2 separate regions of the Rattus norvegicus genome follow, and region 1 is linked to region 2. A link is a contact called in public Hi-C data. All regions are on one chromosome and are shown on one strand. The core of a region is the stretch at or near the end of the contact, and the rest is flanking DNA. Distances in the headings are between cores, read along the strand shown.

Region 1 (4,349 bases), core at 925-3,424, 110 kb before region 2:
TCCTGGGCCCATTGTGGGGTGGGGTAGGAGTAGGACTGTGGCAGAGATCAGCTTTGTGGCATAGCAGAAACAGTCACAGGGAGGTAGTTTTAAAACCCAGGACTTCTCTGGAGGCAACCGACAGGCACTGGGGAGCCTGTGGTTGCCATGGAGACAGGGCTCTGTCTAGCCTTGCCAGCCAGAGGAAGGAGAGAGGGTGGGGGCATATCAGTATGCCCCTCCCTGGGGGAGGGGACAGGGAACTCACTCTGCTCTCTCTCTTCTAGTCCGGCAGAATATCTTACCGAGCGAGCAGACGGCTTTGCCAGCTGTATCTGTGTCAGAGCGAGTGCTTGGGAGTGTTGGGAGATGGTTGGACAGTCTGCCCAGAGCCCTTCAACCCAGGGTCCAAGACACCGCGGCTAGCTCCTCATGCTGGAACTGCCCCCGCGAGTGAGGCTCTGGGTAGAGAAAGCAGGAGGGTTGTGGTCTAGGTCCTCCGGGGACGAAGTGCAGATGGGCCTGGAACTCAGGGTCGAAAAGCTATAGGCTCCTCTCCCCTCACCAGGTCAGCTCAGGAACCACAGCTCTACCTTTCTGAGGATGCCACCGTGAGCAGCCGCCTACCCTTCATCTCCAGGGCCACCGCCCCAAGGCCAAGGGGAGGCCTAAGAACCTTCCTGGACACCCCTAACAATCCGGAGCAGGTGGGCAAATCGCCCTGTCCCGGGAGCCAGAAGCTGGTGAGCAGCCCAGGGCAGCTGGCCAGCAGAAGCACCAGCCCTCAGTGACTCTGCAGGGGAGCCTCTCTGTTGGATTTGTGTGGCCTGGCCTCCCTCGGTGTGGAGCGGAGGGGGAGGAAGTCCTTGAGCCTGGCTAGTGAGTGGGTGGGCTGTGCTTCAGTCTAGACCAACTGCAGGGAGGGACCACCTGCCGCCACGCCCCACCCCCGGGCCCCGGGGACCTGTCTCCTCCCACCTGGGCTCCCAGGGAACCTGTCTGCTCCCCGTCTCCTCCCTGGGCTCCCCTCAGCAGTGCCTTGCTCCCTCTAGGAATCCTTTCTGCCCAGTTTGGTGCTGCAGACCGTTCTAAAGCAAGGCCGCCCTAAGGGCTACCAGCTCCTTCTGCCGACCACAAACCGGCAGCAGGCTCACAGGTGAATGCCTGCCAGAGGCCCCCCTGCTCAGAAGTGTACCCATGCCAGGCAATGAGGAGAGTGCTTCTTCGCCCCACAAATAAACACACCTCCCAGGTGGCTGGGATGGATCACTAGGTCCTCCAGTATGAGCCATTCTGGGTGCCTGATTGGGGACCACTTGGATTCCTGGGTGGGGGAGATTAGGGCGGATTCACAGCTGGGATGAGGCTGGTGATATGGGGGGGGACAGGGCACCCGAGGGGCTCAGCTTGTCCTAAGGGATGCTTTCCCAAGGGGTGGGGGGCACTCACTACACAACCTCAAACCTAAATCAACCCATACCTGAAGCAGACCCCCAGCCATGACCTCAGCCTAGGAGAGTGGATAAACAACTTGTCTTTAGCGCCAGAGGCTTCTCTGCCCAACTTTTAGTAGAGGGTATGGGTATCTAGACCCCAGCCCAGGAAAAAGAGGCCTGTGTATGGGTAATTCTTAGTCCTTTTAGCCTGATGCAGTTCAGATCCACATGGGGAAGTGGCCTGAGTCAAGGTGGCAGGCGCCTCCTAGCATTTATCTGCTGCACTAACCTAGACACTGACATACACCCAAGTGCCCCATCACTCCATGTCCCAACCCCTGGGGGAAGCCTGGGAGCCAGCCCTCCCTCTTTGGAGTTTCACCTTGTTCTTGCGCTCTGGCCAGGTCTTTATCGCCACCTGCTGGCCCTTGAAGAAACGGCTCGGACTCGGCGCGGAGTGGAGTCTAACTGGGAGGACCGAATGCTGGGGGTTTGGGCTGGACTGGGCCGGTCATCTTAGGGACCAGATGGGCTGGGGATGATGAAGGGCTGAAGAAAGGTAGATCCGGACCCGGTATGCGACGCGATGCGTCAACGTCATCTGCGCTGGGCTGGAGCGGGCCTCGGTCCCTTTCTGGGCTTTCAGGCTGAGACCCAGGACGTGGAATTCTGGAGTGCTGCGCACCGCGGGTGCGGGTTCTGCCTCTGTTTCCCCGGCCGCCTGCAGCGCCGCGCCGCACCGCGCGGGGGCAGTGTTGGCCTGGCTTTGCGCCGCGAAACTTCAGCTCTAGTCCGGTGTTGAAAACTTTCCCTTAGGCAGTGCTCGCTGTGATCCCTGAATCCTGGGTTCTGCGCTCCCCACTGTGGGGAACTCGGCCTCCAGTCTGCAACCGGGAGACCTGACCTTCACGGAGAGGCTGGTAACGCACAGAACAGACCCATGCAAGGAAAAAATCTTGGAGGTCGAAGTAGGACACACCACAGAGACCCCACACACAGAGGACAGCACATACTCACCACCACCTGGAGACCCCACACACAGGGAGAACACACAGACAGGCACACCATACGACACCAATAGAGACCCCACACACGTAGAAAACCATACCACAGATGTTCACAGCAGACACAGTCCAGGTACATAACACACACTGTATATACAACATGTACAGATACCACACATGGAGAAGCACACACCACACACACACACACACACACACACACACACACACACACAACTGATACACATGGACACAGGCACACATGTAACAACACATCATACACATGGAAAAACAGACACAAAGAGGTACTCGCACACATACCACATAAACACAGATACACACAGCACATGATACATGGGACCATACACATGGCACACAGACGTCCTCCCACACGGGGAAGCCAGGCATACTTACCCCAGAAAGAATGCACACACAGCCCATTCCACACACAGAGGTAACACACTTCAGAGCTTGTGTTGCACACTGAAGTATGTACCATGGACCTCTGGAGGACCAGGGTCCTAGAGGACTTCAGAAGTGTCATCAGCCTACACCCACAACATGGCAGTTCGTGTGGTGCCTGAACTTAGGTGACCAAGAAGGGGCTGGGAATGCTGAAACTGGGAAAAGACCCCTTTCAAACAACCTAGGTCTTTCCTCAGAGTGATTCCATTCTCCTTCCCAGAGCCTGTACTGAACCTTTTTGTCTGGATGGTTGAGCAGGGCCTCACTGTGGACCTGGTCTGTGATCACTCTGTGATCACTCCAGGCTGGCCTGGAACTCAGAGATCTGCCCGCCTTTGCCCACCTCAGTGTTAGGATTAAAGTGTGTGCCACCATGCCTGCCATGCCTCGTGGGGCCTTTAAAGGTGGCCCCCAGGCACAGGGGAGCTGGGGGAAAATCCTAGCTTTGGGTCCCTTTCCAGTAGCATAGTGGGTGTGGTAGCCGTGTACCATGTGCTTTAGGGCTGGTCTGTTCCTCTCCCGGGTGAGGCCTTCCCAACTCTCTCATCTCCCTGATCACCACCACAGACTATATCTCTTGGGCCAAGTCAAGTAGGGCATGGGAACTAGGCTCGTTGACAGATGCAGGGTGTCCCCACTCTGACAGGAAGCCCTGCCCCTTTCTCTGGAATGTTCTCTGCCTTGTGAGTCTTTGTACCCTGGTGGTGACTCATTAGCCCTAGAAGTGAGGGCTGCTGCTTACACTGCCATGTGTGAGGAGCTGGGTCTGGTCCCCACAGTGTGGGCAGGAGAGATGGCTCAGTGGTTAAGAGCACTTGCTGCTCTCTCAGAGGTCCTGGGTTTGGTTTCCAGCACCCACATCAGTTCACAACTGCCTGTACCTTCTCTTCTGGACTCTGCAGTAACTTCACTCACGTTCATTCACATGCGTGCATGCTCACGGGCACATTTGCATGTGCACACACAAACACAATTTTAAAAAAAAATTTTTTTTTTTCCCTGACGGTGTCACATTATGTAGCTCTGGTTGTCCTGGAACTCACTCTACAGACCAGGCTGACTTTGAACTTAGAGATCCTCTTGCCTCCGCCTCCCGAGTGCTGAGAGATTGAAGGTGTGCGCAGCTGTGCTTGGCTTTAAAAATAAGCCCTGGAGGGGTTGGGGATTTGGCTCAGTGGCAGAGCGCTTGCCTAGGAAGCGCAAGGCCCTGGGTTCGGTCCCCAGCTCCGAAAAAAAAACCAAAAAAAAAAAAAAAAAAAAAAAAAAAGCCCTCGAAAGAGGGAGAGTGAGACAGCTGGAATTCGTGGCACATGGGTTTAATCCCAGCACTTGAGAGGTAGAGGCAGGAGGATCTCAGAGTTCGAAACCAGCTTGGTAGTCTGCGAAGTTCTAGGTAACCAGAGCACCCCAAGACCAGAGAGACAAAGACTGAGCCATACTCAGTTTCCTGCAGCCACCAGGCCTCATT
Region 2 (4,351 bases), core at 1,749-4,248:
GAAGTCAGGACAGGAACTCACACAGGGCAGGAACCTGAAGGCAGGAGCTGAAGCAGAAGCCATGGAGGAGTGCTGCTTACTGGCTTGCTCCTCATGGCTTGCTTTCATATGAAACCTAGGACTACCAACCAGCTCAGGGATGGCCCCACTCACAACGTGCCCAGCCCTTCCTCCCACATCAATCACCAAATAAGGAAGTTCTCTACAGGGTCGCCGACAGCACAGTCTTATGGAGGCGTTTTCTCCAGTGGGGTTCCCTCCTCTCACAGACCGTTAGCCTGTGTCAAGTTGACATAGAACCAGCCAGCTCACCTCCCACCCATTTTGAGACAGGGTCTTGCTCCCTGCTTTGTATGCCTGAAACTTCCTGGGCTCCTCTCCCCTTCCCATCTCTCTGAGTACTAAGATTACAGGTGAGCACACTACTGTGTGGGTTCTGGGGGTTCAATCCTCTTGCCTTACACCTGCCTGGCAAGCACTTGCCCCCTAAATCTTTTTTTTTTTTTTTTTGGTTCTTTTTTTTTCGGAGCTGGGGACCGAACCCAGGGCCTTGTGCTTCCTAGGTAAGCGCTCTACCACTGAGCTAAATCCCCAGCCCCGTTGCCCCCTAAATCTTATCTCCCTCCCCACTCCTTTAGATTTAAGTCCTAGCTCAAGGATGCCTTTGAACTTCTTCCTCACCTGCTTCTAGCTCTGAGTTCTGGGACTGAGGCCTGTCCCACCACAGCCAGTTCACAGGAGTCTGGAGATCTAACTCGGGGCTTCATGCATACTAGGCAAGCACTCAACTCGGTGGGGATGACCCCTCCCCCACTCCCCGAATCCACTTTTGACTTTAGAGACAGCTTCCTAACTCCAGCCTGAATGAACCAGGCAGAAATATTCTCGAACGTGGGTGTTCTCTGCTGGATTCTGCTGTGAGCACAATTCCCAGGAAGTGTTTCCTGGAACCATACAGAAGGGCCTTGTGGACACAGGGAAGAGGAAGCTAATCACAGGACAGGATGTGGTAGGGTGGGGTTTGGAGGGGGTGGTGTTGGGAGGTCACGGTGCTGTCTGCTGTCGACACACACACAGTCAAGGGTCTGTGTGCACATGTGTGCGTGTACATGAGTGTAGAGGGAGAGGTCACCTTCTCTTGTTCTTCACCTTAGTTTTTGAGACCAGATCTCTCACTGAACCCAGTGCTCACCAGTTGGCTAGACTGACTGACAACGCCTGTCTCCCTCTCTGCTACAGTTAGGGACTATGTGAGGCTACACCCAGCTTTTTAGAATGTGATGTTAGGGATCCAAACTCAGGTCGTTCTGCTTACAGCAGGTCCTTGGATGCCTGAGGGTTAGGAGTGTGTGTGTGTGTGTGTGTGTGTGTGTGTGTGTGTGTGTGTGAAGGATGTATTGTGTGTGTAGTGTGTGTGTGTGTATGTGTGTTGTGTGTGTTCTGTGTGTGTTTATGTGTGGTGCGTGTCTAGTTTGTGTGTGGGGGTATGTGGGATGTATGTGGTGTGTGTGTGTTTAGTGTGTATGTGGTGTGTGGGTAGTGTGTATGGGGAGTATGTGTGGGATGTCTCTGGGGTGTGTGTGTAGTGTGTGTGGGGGATGTATGTGGGGTATGTGTGTAGTGTATATGTGTATATGTGTAGTGTGTGTGTGTGTAGTGGGGGGAATGTGTGGGATGTATGTGGGGTGTGTGTGTATGCATGTGTGTGTCCACATACTATTGTCCTTTTTAGACACATGAGGAAGCTGAGGCCCAGATGATTTTCCAAGTCTCACAGAGCATCATGACAGGCTGAAGGCAAAGCTACCATTTTCTGAATGTGGTCTTCACTGGTGGTCAGGGTCACCTCCATTTACAGACTCCTCCTCCCATCCTTCCTCCCGTCCGTCTGTCTCCCCTCTCACTCACGCAGTTCCCATCTGCCCATTCACCTCAGAATCCACCCATCCACCCATCTATCCATCCATCCATCCATCCATCCATCCATCCATCCACTTACACACGGCCTCAATTCACTATCTCCAGACACCCGCCCACCTCACATTCTACCCATCTGTTCCCCTATCCATCCACCTGTCCATCCATCCACCCATCCATCTTCCCAGGTGCCCACCCACTCACCACCCATCCAGCCATCCTTCCCCACCTTTTGCCTGTCTATGTTTCTCCCCACCCTCATCCATGCATTCTGATTTTATTTCACAACCATTCTGTGCCTCAACCCTGTGACTCCCATTCAGAACATTCCTTGGTGAGTGAGATGCCAATCCTGGACCTCACTGGATGGACACCACCTTCTCCCAGTTTCACACCCACTCTGCCTGGTCCCAGAGAAGCTACATCTAGGGGACGGGAAGTCCATGCAGCCACCTTCCCCAGCACATCTTCCTTGGGTGGGGACTGAACTCTGGTTTCCCTTTCTCTGAGGGGGGCACTGGACGCCTGAGAAGTTGGGTGGTCATGATCATCGGTGTCCTGTGGGTGGACGGGAATCTTTGGGAGAGATAGCAGCCTCTGTCATAAAAGTGGTTAGAAAGCTGCAGGGAAGAGGGAGCAGGCAGGAGAAAGGGCAATTTCTTGGGGTACCCACCACATACCCCATAAGGCTGTTCCTCTCTTCATGACCCTGGAGCCCCGGCAATTCTATACCAGTGTTCTAGCCCCCTGAGCACTCTTCTCCGATGAGAGGGCTGAGGCTCAGAGAGGGCCAGCAACTTTCCCAAGGCTACACAGCTCTCACTACAGATCTGAACACCAGCTAGGCCAAAGTTTGGAGCCTTCCCCATATCTCCTCTCCCTAAATATGTCCCTTCAAGGTGAGGAAGGAGAAACTGCCCTTCTCTGCCTGTTGGGCAGCACTTAAAGCTGTATTTGGTCTATTAATGCCTGGCCCTCTTGGCTTCCAGCAGGGGTCCTGCTACTCAGCTCCTGGCCTAGCCTGGTTTTACCCCAGGCTTCAAAATGAGTCCAGGCCCAGAGCGGGGCTGCAGCTCTGCAAGCTGGCTGGGGAGGCACGAGCGAGGCTGTCAGCAGCGTTCCCTCGTCAGCGCCGGCCCCAGCCTCCCCGCTTAAAGATCGCCTCGGGCGCTCTCTTAAAGACGCGAATGCTGCTGCTGACATTTGGGAGATCCTGGCAGCCGATCAAACCCAAGCTGAAAATCGGAGCTGCGGGGAGGGGCGGGCACCAGGCGCGGGACCCGAATGCCTGGGCCTGCCAGAGCCAAGGGCGCCAGCGTTAGTGCAGGTCTTGGCTGAGGCTATACCTGCCCACTGGCCCAGCCCATCTGGGTGCTCTCCTGGAAGAGGACAGAGCCAGGGAGGAGGGAGGAGGGAGGAGGGAGGAGGGAGGAGGGAGGAAGATGGGGAAGAAGGAAGAAGTGGGGAGACAGCAGAAAGCCAGGAAGGAAGTGAGTGGAGGGTGTGGGTGGAGAACACCTAAACTTCCTACTTCTGCCCCAGTCGCCCCAGTCATGAGCCCTGACAAATAACTAGGCCTCTCAGCCAAACCCAAAGCCCTGAGTGAAGAGTTAGGCTCCACACAAAGGGACGGAAGTCCCGGTGTATGTGTAGGGTGTCCAGAGCTGTGCCCTCCAGAAGTAAGGAGGGAGGGGCTCTAGGGAAACTAAGAAACCAGAGGAAGGGTCAACACAGGACTGGCTGTCAACAAATATCGAGTTCCTTGGGTCACCCTGTCCTTGTGTAATGCCCATCCCCCCTACACTATACATCGTTCACCCAGCCACTCCTCCATGGATCTCGTCTATGCTCTGGGCGAAACAACGGCTCCTCTGCTCTCAGGCTTCTGTGTGTCTAACGCACTGTCATCTGTGCCCTTGCCCACTAGTCCTCAGAGCCTAGCCATCCCTCCAGCAGCCACATCCACCTATGTCCCGCAGGACCAGTCAGAGGGTATCTTTCCAAGGAGGAAAGCCGGTGCACCCCAGTGTGGGGGTCAGTGAAGTAGGAGACACCCAGGTCAGTCAGTGTGAGAGGGTGGGTGCTCTTAGAGGCCAGCCTGAATGCCCTGGAACACTAGAGAAGGTCAAGGGCCGGACCTTTAGATGCCTGATATCCACCCTCCAGAAAGGCACCATTCTGCTCTTACCCCCTCACACTCCCCCACTGCACTGTCAAGCACATGTGAAACACACACACACACACACACACACACGCACACACGCACAGCCTTACAGACCCCTGTGCAGGCTTTGATTTCTATGGATTTGGGCCTTTGGGGATCAAAGCTGTACCTTCTTCTTGGTGTCCTGACCAATAGTACCTAAGGCTCAAAAGAGGAAAAGAGGGAGGGAGGGAGGGAGGGAGGGAGGGGGAGAGAGAGAGAGAGAGAGAG

What was found. A called contact is a pair of places that touch in the nucleus more often than the background predicts.
Region 1: a Hi-C map of the A7r5 cell line shows a contact between it and region 2, with 9 times the contacts expected there. The contact joins two enhancer-like sites. A contact is called at or near these places in 1 of 12 Hi-C or Micro-C datasets (the A7r5 cell line) and 1 of 1 datasets of contacts at active chromatin or transcription factors (oligodendrocytes).

The regions. Positions count from the first base shown.
Region 1 is chr3:34,475,421-34,479,769 of GRCr8, reverse strand. C3h9orf50 (similar to human chromosome 9 open reading frame 50) reads left to right here. Exons shown (of 6, transcript NM_001100979.1): 4 at 267-432; 5 at 548-722; 6 at 1,032-1,245. The coding sequence ends at 1,139. Among named protein-coding and RNA genes, the nearest start is that of C3h9orf50, 7.1 kb to the left of the region's middle. Within about 2 kb of position 2,174, at least 35 of the 93 cell types and tissues checked have an H3K27ac peak or open chromatin away from gene starts, as enhancers often do. A contact at or near this core is called in the A7r5 cell line, where this site is marked.
Region 2 is chr3:34,363,503-34,367,853 of GRCr8, reverse strand. No RefSeq gene overlaps it. Among named protein-coding and RNA genes, the nearest start is that of C3h9orf50, 120 kb to the left of the region's middle. Within about 2 kb of position 2,998, at least 30 of the 93 cell types and tissues checked have an H3K27ac peak or open chromatin away from gene starts, as enhancers often do. A contact at or near this core is called in the A7r5 cell line, where this site is marked.